3 separate regions of the Ovis aries genome follow, and regions 1 and 3 are each linked to region 2. The links are chromatin contacts, called in public Hi-C maps. All regions are on one chromosome and are shown on one strand. Each heading gives the region's core, a stretch centred on a gene start, on an enhancer-like site or on the middle of the called end of the contact. The rest is flanking DNA. Distances are from core to core; before and after follow the strand shown.

Region 1 (2,700 bases), core at 125-2,624, 42 kb after region 2:
GTCCGCTGGACTAGGTGCCCGTTCTGCTGCCACTTGCTAGCTGTTCTACTGGTGGCAAGTTGCTAAATCTTTTGAATAGGTAACATGCAGTTTTCCTGAGGATGAAGGAGGATGACTAACAGTCCACAGCCCAGATCAGGTGCCCTATAAATGGTCATTCACTCCCTCTTCTTCCTCTAGGTCATTTAATAACTGCTTGCCATGGGATCAGGATGGCTAAGAGGAGGAGCCTGTCCAGTCCTCTCCTACATGTAAACCCTTTACAACTAGCTCTAACAAGAGCAGTTCCCTTCAACTGTGCCACTGTATCTTGGTACCTCCACTCTCACCTCAGATATGCAGCTACCATCTGGACCTTGACCATGAAGTCCACAATCATTCAGTTTTTTTCCTGGCCTTCCCTTTGGCCCACAGTGGGAAATCTTGTATATGTCCCTCAGTTTCTTAGTGCTAACAGCTCTCAGGGAGTGTATTTGCACCCTTCCAAAATGTAGGCACCAGGAAAAGTGCTAATGTGCACCGTATACACTGAGTCAGACCCTGCTATACAGTTATAGTCCATATATATATATATATATATATATATGGCCTCAGGAAGCCTCCAACCACCCCATTCTACAGAAGAGGAGAAAGAGACCCAGAGATGAATTCACCTGCCCATATGAAGCAGCCTTGGAACTGCAGAGCCAGAATTAGAGCCTCCCTATTTAACCATTTTGTTACATGCTCACAGTCTGGGACACCTGTTTCTGGGCGCTGAGCTTGAGGTTCAGAAAACCTACCAACTGACTACTGAACGCTGGAGCAGATCTAATTGGGAGGTGATACCCAGCCCCTCAATCTTGCTGGCAAACTTCCCTAGACTTTGTGAATGGAGGCCATGGAAGAGAAATGTTGCAGTGACTCCCTTGGAGCTCGTATTTCTTTCCTGTGGCAAAAAGTGCTTATTTCAGCATCCATCATCTCCCTCTTTGTTGTGTAGACAATCCGCCCTGTCTGAGGATTTGTGCTATTATGAATTTGTTTATTATTGGATTTATTTCTCCTATAAGCAAATGTGTTCACAACATTCCATCAGGGAATCTTCTTAATTGTCACATAAATGTCATCTTATGTAAATTGAATATTTATCTTTCCACAGAAGGGGTGGAGGGAAAAGAAAGGATAAACAACCTTCAGTCTTGGAGAGGGGAGGCGGTTCCTGTTTCAGTTCACAACTCACCCACGTGCCTTCAAAGTCAAAGGTGAGGTTGAAGAAATTATTGGATCATGTTTGAGGGATAGCCAAAAAGGAGGGGTTAGAAAAAGTTGGCAATGATGCTTTGAGGATATTGGGCCTGGCTCCCAGGTCTCCCCCTCCCCCAAACCCCGCCTGAGTCCAGACCACCCCTTCCCTAGCTGGGAGCATCTGAGAAGGCTGCAGTTTGCCCCCCACTTCTCCCCATCCAGAAGGCCAGCCAGGCTCCTTCCTCGAGAGAAGGTGAGTGCGGCGGGCGCAGCGGGCTGGGTGGGTGTGGCCCGCGGCTCCGGGAACGGACCCAAGGCCCCGCCAGCGCCCGAGAGCCGCCCGACAGCCCGCCTGCCTGGCGAGCGCAAGCTCTTCTTCCAGAAACTGCGAGGATCCCAGCGAACTGTTTGTGCACCACAAGGTCAAGTCGGGAAGTGGAGCCGGAGGAGGAGGGGCGAGGAGGCGAAGGGTGGGGAGAGGGGCGCCCCGCTTCCTCGCCAAGTGCCAATCCTTGGAAGTTGCCCCTTGGTTTTTAACCCTTTAAGGGGAGTGGGAAGGAGCAAGGGGGAAGTGGATACCCTCGGGCAAACTCCTACTGGAACCAGGACGTGCAGCCACCCACCCACTCACCCATCACTGCGTTCTCTACCCCCCGGAAATGCGGGGCTAAGCCGGGTGCCCGGAGGCACTCGGGCGGGGGGAGGGGGCGATAAACCGAGAGGGACCCTCTCTACGGACCGCCCCTCCTTCTTGAGGTGGCCCACAATTTCAAGTTTCCCCAGCCCGGGATGTTAGTTTCCATCTGCTCTGGGTGGGGGAGGAGAGCCGCGCCCCCTCCCCCAGACTCGCGCGCGCCCCTCCCCTCCGCTCCTGCCAGCACTTTCTGCTCACTTCTGGCGCTGCAAAACGCCACGCGATTTATTCGTTTCGCATTTTTAAACCAGCGATTTAACCAGCAGGGCCTAGAGCGAGGGTCTTCCAGCGCTGGAACCCCGGGAGGCGGGGTGCTCTGTGCAAACCTCGTTCCCTCCGCGAGTGTCGCCTTCAGGCTGTTATTTGCAAAGAAACGTCTTTTTGACGCAGGGAGAAATGGCAAATTTTAAGTACGTCATTAATATGGCGCCAAAAGATTTTTTTAAGTATAAGCTTGCTTTTTTTTTTTTTTAAAGGTTGCGGGGGGCGCCGCCCCGGTCTGGGGCGCGAAGGGGGCGGGGTGTGAGCAGAAAGTGTGAGTGAGAGTGGAGGGGCGGGGTATGTGTGTGAGTGTGTGAAGTGTGAGCAGACCTGATGGGACTTGCACGGGCGCAGCCGCCGCTTGGGCCCGGCCCTGGGGACAGGGCGGGCTGGGGGTGCCCCAGAGCCCGTGGGGAGTACAGGCCCGAGGTGCAGGCAAGAGGGCGGCCCAGCAGGGTGCCCTCCACCCGGAGGCCTGCAACGCTACCTGAACCCGCTGCTGGAGCCAAACAACTGGG
Region 2 (2,700 bases), core at 97-2,596:
CTGTGAGCAAGGCAGGGCCTTTCCGGATACCACATCTCTCCAGAGGAAAGGGCTGGGTGCTGGCAGCCCAGTGTTCCCTGGGGACCTAGCTCTGTGCCTAGGAGTTTCCCCTCAGAATGGAGGTCAAAAGGAAACTTAGGGCTGGGGAACTTTGCTGCCACCTGAAACCAGGCTGGGAGTTCAGCAGATGCATAATCAAGACCGCTGCATTTGCCTCAAAAACGATAAATATTTGTATCGAGTTAGCCCCCAGGCTAGGGGATGTCCAGGTTTCTGGTTTTGCCTAGGAAAGCACCCTTAGGGAACCTGCTAGCACCTGGAAGGGCAGGACATGATAGACATAGGAGCTGGGAAGGGGCAAAAGGTGTCTGGGGGGTTGGAAACTGGCGCTTACCATTCAGTAGCTGTGTGACCTTGAGCAAATCTCTTGGCATCTCTGAGCCTCAGATTCCTTGTCTTTGAATGGAGGTAATAATACCGCCTGCTTCAGAGCTTTGATGGAGATAACAAGACAGGATGCCGGCGAAGTGCCGAACATATAGTGAGCGCTCTGAGAGTGCCAGCTTTTGTCACTATTTGCAGCAGGCGGGGAAACCCGTGGGAAATCCGGGCGCATCTGGGAAGCTGGGGGCGGTGGGCCGGTCTTCCCGGAGCCCCGGGGCGGGGCGGGGCGTCGCAGGTTGGGCCCCGCCTCCCCTGTCCCGTTCCTCGGGGCCGGCGGAGCCTCCTTGCTGCCGCCGCAGCTGAGTCACTGCGGCCTGGCTGGCAGTTGGCCTTATCTCTAGACTTGTCTACCCCCTGAAAGCCCCCGGCCGGCCCGCCCGGCTACAGCTAATTTGCGCCAAGTCCCTCCGGCACTTCTGGAAAAGTTCCCCGGGGCCCATCGGTTTGGGGTTCTTAGGAAAGAGGGACCCTCCTTTCGGACTGCCTGGAGGTATCCAGGAAGCCCCCGGCTTAGAAAAATCTCCCTGTGGCTCCTGGCACAGCGCCTATCTTTCCACCGTTGGCTAAACTTTCCTTGGGATTGTAAGCATTGACTACTTCAGGCTTCTCTTTTTAGAATGCGCATTCCCACTCAGTGCTTTAAAGGGAAAACCAGAAGACTGGAACAGCGGGACGCCTGGACCCTAGGAGCCAAGGAGGGGAGGGGTACTGAGGGGCCCGCCTGGGATTTGGCTGCCTCCTAGGCTCCCTCAGGCCCCGCCTGCCGAGCTCCCAGCCCCCAGGACTCAAGGGGAAGTGGTGGGAGGGGGAGGGGGAAATAGAGCTGACAGATTCTGTAAACAGAGCCGGTTTGGGCCTCCGCCAAGGACTGGGTGTCCTGGCCCTTGCTGGGTGTGAGGCCCATCCGCGGCTCTGCAGGCCACCCCGCCCTGCCCGGCTGCCCCGGAGGTGCCCGGCCTACAGGCAGCTCCAGCCAGGATGTGTCGAGTTTGGGGAAGTTGGCAAATTCCCACTTGGGAAATGTGTCCTGAACTGTGGGTAGGGGCTTCTCTCTGAGAACTGTCACTGGTTGTTCATTCACCAAGTGCCATACTGAGGCATGGAGACAGCCTCCGGTCCCTGCCCAGGGAAGAAGCTGGCACTGGGTTTTCCTCCACACACCCTCTCCACCTCTGATCCTACCCCGCAAAATTCTACTGCCTGAAGCAGAATCTCTGTTAGGAGGCTGAGAGAGGAGGCTCAGGTTCTGAGAATGCTTCAAGACCCAGTCCTGCCCCCTTGCCTTGTTGTCAAATGTAGTCTCCCAAGCCTTTGATCTCATAAGAGCACCAAGAGAGCAGCAAGAAATGACCTGGAAAGGAGGAGAGGGAAAGGACAGGCATCCAGGGGTAGGCATACTCAAGGATGGAAGTAATAGCCAGCAGTGGATTTGTGGGAAGGAGGGGGGTCTTCGAGTGTTTAAGGAAACACTGGCTGAGGGATACTGGCACCCCAACAGGTGGAGACAGCTGTGGGCTGTGCCTTGGAGGAGAAGAACCCACGAGATGTGAAGAGGAGTCCTGATGGCAGGAGAGGAGAGAGGTTGACCAGTGAAATCTGTAGGGCAGGCTCCAAATGCCAGTCATAAGTTCTGGACTTTATCGTTAGGGCGATGTGTCCCTGGATGATAATGAGTGAAGTGGTCAAAAAATGAGTCCCATGGGCAAGTATGTTTAGGAAGCAGCGTTTTCAGAAAACCTAAACACCGATTCATGGGGTCTCAAAGAGTCAGACATGACTGAGCGACTGAACTGAACTGAACTGAAACACCATTCACTGCAGACTTTACCAGAGCCTTTTTTTTCATATACTAGTTAATGAGCATCTTTGTTCTCTAAGAAAGGGACAAAGTATACAGAAGACCCTCTGCACCTTAAACCCAGCCCCGTGGGACTTGGTGCTCTTCTGATACACACTGGGTTAACAAGTGTATCTTCCTTGTGGCTCTAGCCCAGGTGAAATGGATGGCACATGTAATCACCAAGGAAATCCTGGTTTTCCTAGAACCCAGATTCAATGACCATTTCCTCAAAGGGAGGTGAGCCTGTAGAGATGCCCCAGGCAAGGGCCCGTGGTCATAAGAGAAATTTTTGAGTCTAGCAGACTCACAAATCTGGGTTACAGGCTCCAAGCAATATCCTATTACCAAAATCAGGTCCCCAGGTTAACTTCGGTGAATCAGGGATACCTGGTCATGGTTAGGGAACCCCATGGCCT
Region 3 (2,869 bases), core at 194-2,693, 47 kb before region 2:
GTTAGAAAATAGTTCTTCCGCATGTAGCTACAGAAGCGGCACTAGGAATGCCGACAGAGCAGGTGTAAGATTTACAAAACAAGACTTACAAAAACAGAGGCACTGTACATCTGGCAGTACGTATTCTTGGATATGGTATGAGGGCCAATTTTTTTTTTTAATATGTGGAATACTGGTCTAATGAAAATAATGTTACTTGTTCATTTGTCCAATATTCTTTCTTTTGCCTAATCTTGGATCTTGTTAACTAGAATTTACTAGGGGCACCTGGAAGTCAGAGAAACAGAAGGGATGCAGCAGGCACTGCTTCCCAAAATTCTGTTCCAATAACTCCCCAAATCTGAAAGCAAAACCAAGTGGCTTAGGACTGGAGGGGCCATGTGACCACACAGCCATAAGGAGCACAGAGACCAGAACTAGTCAACTAAGTCATTTCATTATCCTAACAGAATTTCAGGAAATGCTAAATAAAAGGATGGAGCCTAAAGATTTGCCAACCACTTCATGGAGTGGTAGAGTGCCATATTTCAAGCATTTCAAACACAGTTCTTGAAGGCATTTGTTATTTTCATAAAAGGAAAGGCAGAGAGGCAAAGAGTGCTGCTTGCTACTGGGTCCAGCAGACTAGGATGTGAGAGAAAAAGCCAAGGGCCACAAACTACATCCTGCCATAAATGGTAAAATCCACCAATCCTGCCAGAAGCTGCATGGTCCTAGGTATGTCTCTTTCCCTCTCTTCAGTTGCTTATGTAAACTGGGGATCTCAGTTTCTGTCCCTGCACGTTTGCCATGTGGAAGAAAGGAGCTAATGAACTTAAAATTATGCACTCAGAAAGAGGATGGCTTGAAGTAATTACAGTAATAGTACAAACAAAATATTTGTATTTTGCATTACTAAATACAAAATTGAACGCCTAGCACGTATAGGGCTCTTCTTGCTAGATGACCGCCTGTGCTAAGTGCTTTTCACCCTTTAATACTGTAGTCATCACAATTCATTTTCCAGATGAGAAAGTCGAAGCTCTGAGAGGTTTAGTATCTTTTCAAGAATTGGCTAAGGTGGGACTCTGCCTTAGGCCTGGCCAGTACGGTTGGAGACTGGGGACGGGGGTCAGCCTTGGGCGGGGGCTAGCCCTGGGGTTAGGACTGCGGGTTGGGACAGGGTCAGTTAGCCGGCAAGGGTCCGCACCTGCAACCCAGGAAGAGGTGGTTGGCCCAGACCATGGAGAGGGACAGCAGCTGGTCCAGGCGGCCGCCACCGTCGGGTGGATCGCGGTAGTCGGGCAGATGGCGCAGGATGAATTCCATGCGGGCCTTCCATTGCTTCTCGCTCTCCGAGTAGGAGCGGAACTGCTCAGCGAAGTCAGTCGCTCGCCGCACACCCGAGATTAGCTCTTCCACGGCAGCGGCAGCCTCGCCACCCACCATGGCGCCCTCCACCGCTAAGGGCTGGACCCGCCCACCGCCTTCCCGACATGCACCGCGCCACCGCTCTGCGGCTAGAGGAGCACCGGCGGCGCGCGACTGCGCCGGAGGATTGGTCTGGAGCGCCCTCGGCGGGCGCGGCGGCCTCACCCAGCCCGAACCGGCACCTCAGACCTCAGCCGGCGCCTCTGGAGTGGCTCTACCTCAGGGCCTCAGGGGCAGTTCTCACTGGACCGAGTGGGAAACCAGTAGGGAAACGGAGGCCTTCCCAAGCACAGAGCAAGGACGGCCCTCTCCCATTCGGCAGCTGGACGTCAGTCAGGGCTTTTACTGTGTCCTTGACCTGGGAATTCCCTGAGCACCTGGCCCGCGGGACCATTGCCCACAGTTCCGAGGAGTTACAGGTGTGGTTGCTCAGGGTCTACTTTTATCCATTCCCAGAGGCCTTGACACTCCACCCAGCTTGTGGCCCGCCTTCCTGGAACCAATTAGCGATTCAGCTGAGTGCTTGCCAGACCCTTTGCTAGGTGCTGGGATGTATGAGAGCAAACTCAGAGCGCTCCTCTAGTGAACTTTAGTCTGCTGGGGGAGATAGACATTATTAGTGAATATTTAATAATTGCTCAAGGAAGACTTTTGAGCATTGACGAAGTTTAATAAAAGAGAGACCCAGAGTGCCAGGAGCATGGATAAGCAAGAGACCTGATGCAGACTTGGTGGTCAGGGAAATGATACTGGAGAGCTGAGGAACTGACAAGAGTTAAGTACCCGGAAAAGAGTAGGGCACCGCAGGAGACCCCGAACTGGTGAGAGAACTGCAAGATCTGTATGACAAATCCTAGAGTAGGGGGACAGTGGAGGAGATAAGGATGCAAAGATCACCAAGGACAGTAGATCACAGAAGGAGTTGTGGCCTAGGCCCTAAAAAGAATGGGGAGCCACTGAAGGATTTTAACCAGGTATTTCCAAAAGATGTTGGCAGGAGCCAAAATGGAAGTGTCTGGAGGAAATAAGCAGGTGAGTTGGCCTGACTCTGCTGTCGGTTCTAGGGTCAGGTAGACCCACTGACAAACGAGTTCATAAAAGCTGAATTTCACATCTCATTCAGGAACTGGGAAACCACTTGCACTTCCATCAACCTTGGGAAGTTATTGAGCTAATAGGCTTCCCCATCTTCCCCCATCAAATGTGGGTTGAAGTACAGAACTGAGCCTAGAGTCCAGGATCCAAGGCTTCAGTGTAGGTCCAGTATTGTGAGGCTTAGGAGCAAAGCAACCTATGAGTCTCCTGCTTCTGCAGCTTGTGATGAGACATCAGGGCCTCTAGCAGGCATAAAACAGGTATGGAATGGAAATATCAGGCAGTCTCACAAGTAGACTGTGCCTGCAAAAAACAGTACCAGGCTCAGTGACACCCATTGTGGTTAACAATAGGGAGGCATGCT

The links. Hi-C and Micro-C count contacts between places; a contact is called where the count stands out from the background.
Region 1: a contact with region 2 is called in a Hi-C map of liver, with 2.8 times the contacts expected there. The contact joins the promoter of JADE2 here to the enhancer-like site in region 2. A contact is called at or near these places in 2 of 16 Hi-C or Micro-C datasets (liver and muscle).
Region 3: a Hi-C map of liver shows a contact between it and region 2, with 4 times the contacts expected there. The contact joins the promoter of CDKN2AIPNL here to the enhancer-like site in region 2. A contact is called at or near these places in 3 of 16 Hi-C or Micro-C datasets (liver, skin fibroblasts and tail adipose tissue).

The regions. Positions count from the first base shown.
Region 1 is chr5:43,698,106-43,700,805 of ARS-UI_Ramb_v3.0, forward strand. JADE2 (jade family PHD finger 2) reads left to right here and starts at 1,375. Exons shown (of 12, transcript XM_042250530.1): 1 at 1,375-1,480.
Region 2 is chr5:43,656,050-43,658,749 of ARS-UI_Ramb_v3.0, forward strand. No RefSeq gene overlaps it. Among named protein-coding and RNA genes, the nearest start is that of JADE2, 42 kb to the right of the region's middle. Within about 2 kb of position 1,347, at least 45 of the 54 cell types and tissues checked have an H3K27ac peak or open chromatin away from gene starts, as enhancers often do. A contact at or near this core is called in liver, muscle and tail adipose tissue, where this site is marked.
Region 3 is chr5:43,609,056-43,611,924 of ARS-UI_Ramb_v3.0, forward strand. CDKN2AIPNL (CDKN2A interacting protein N-terminal like) reads right to left here and starts at 1,444. Exons shown (of 2, transcript XM_060415745.1): 1 at 1,190-1,444. The coding sequence starts at 1,428.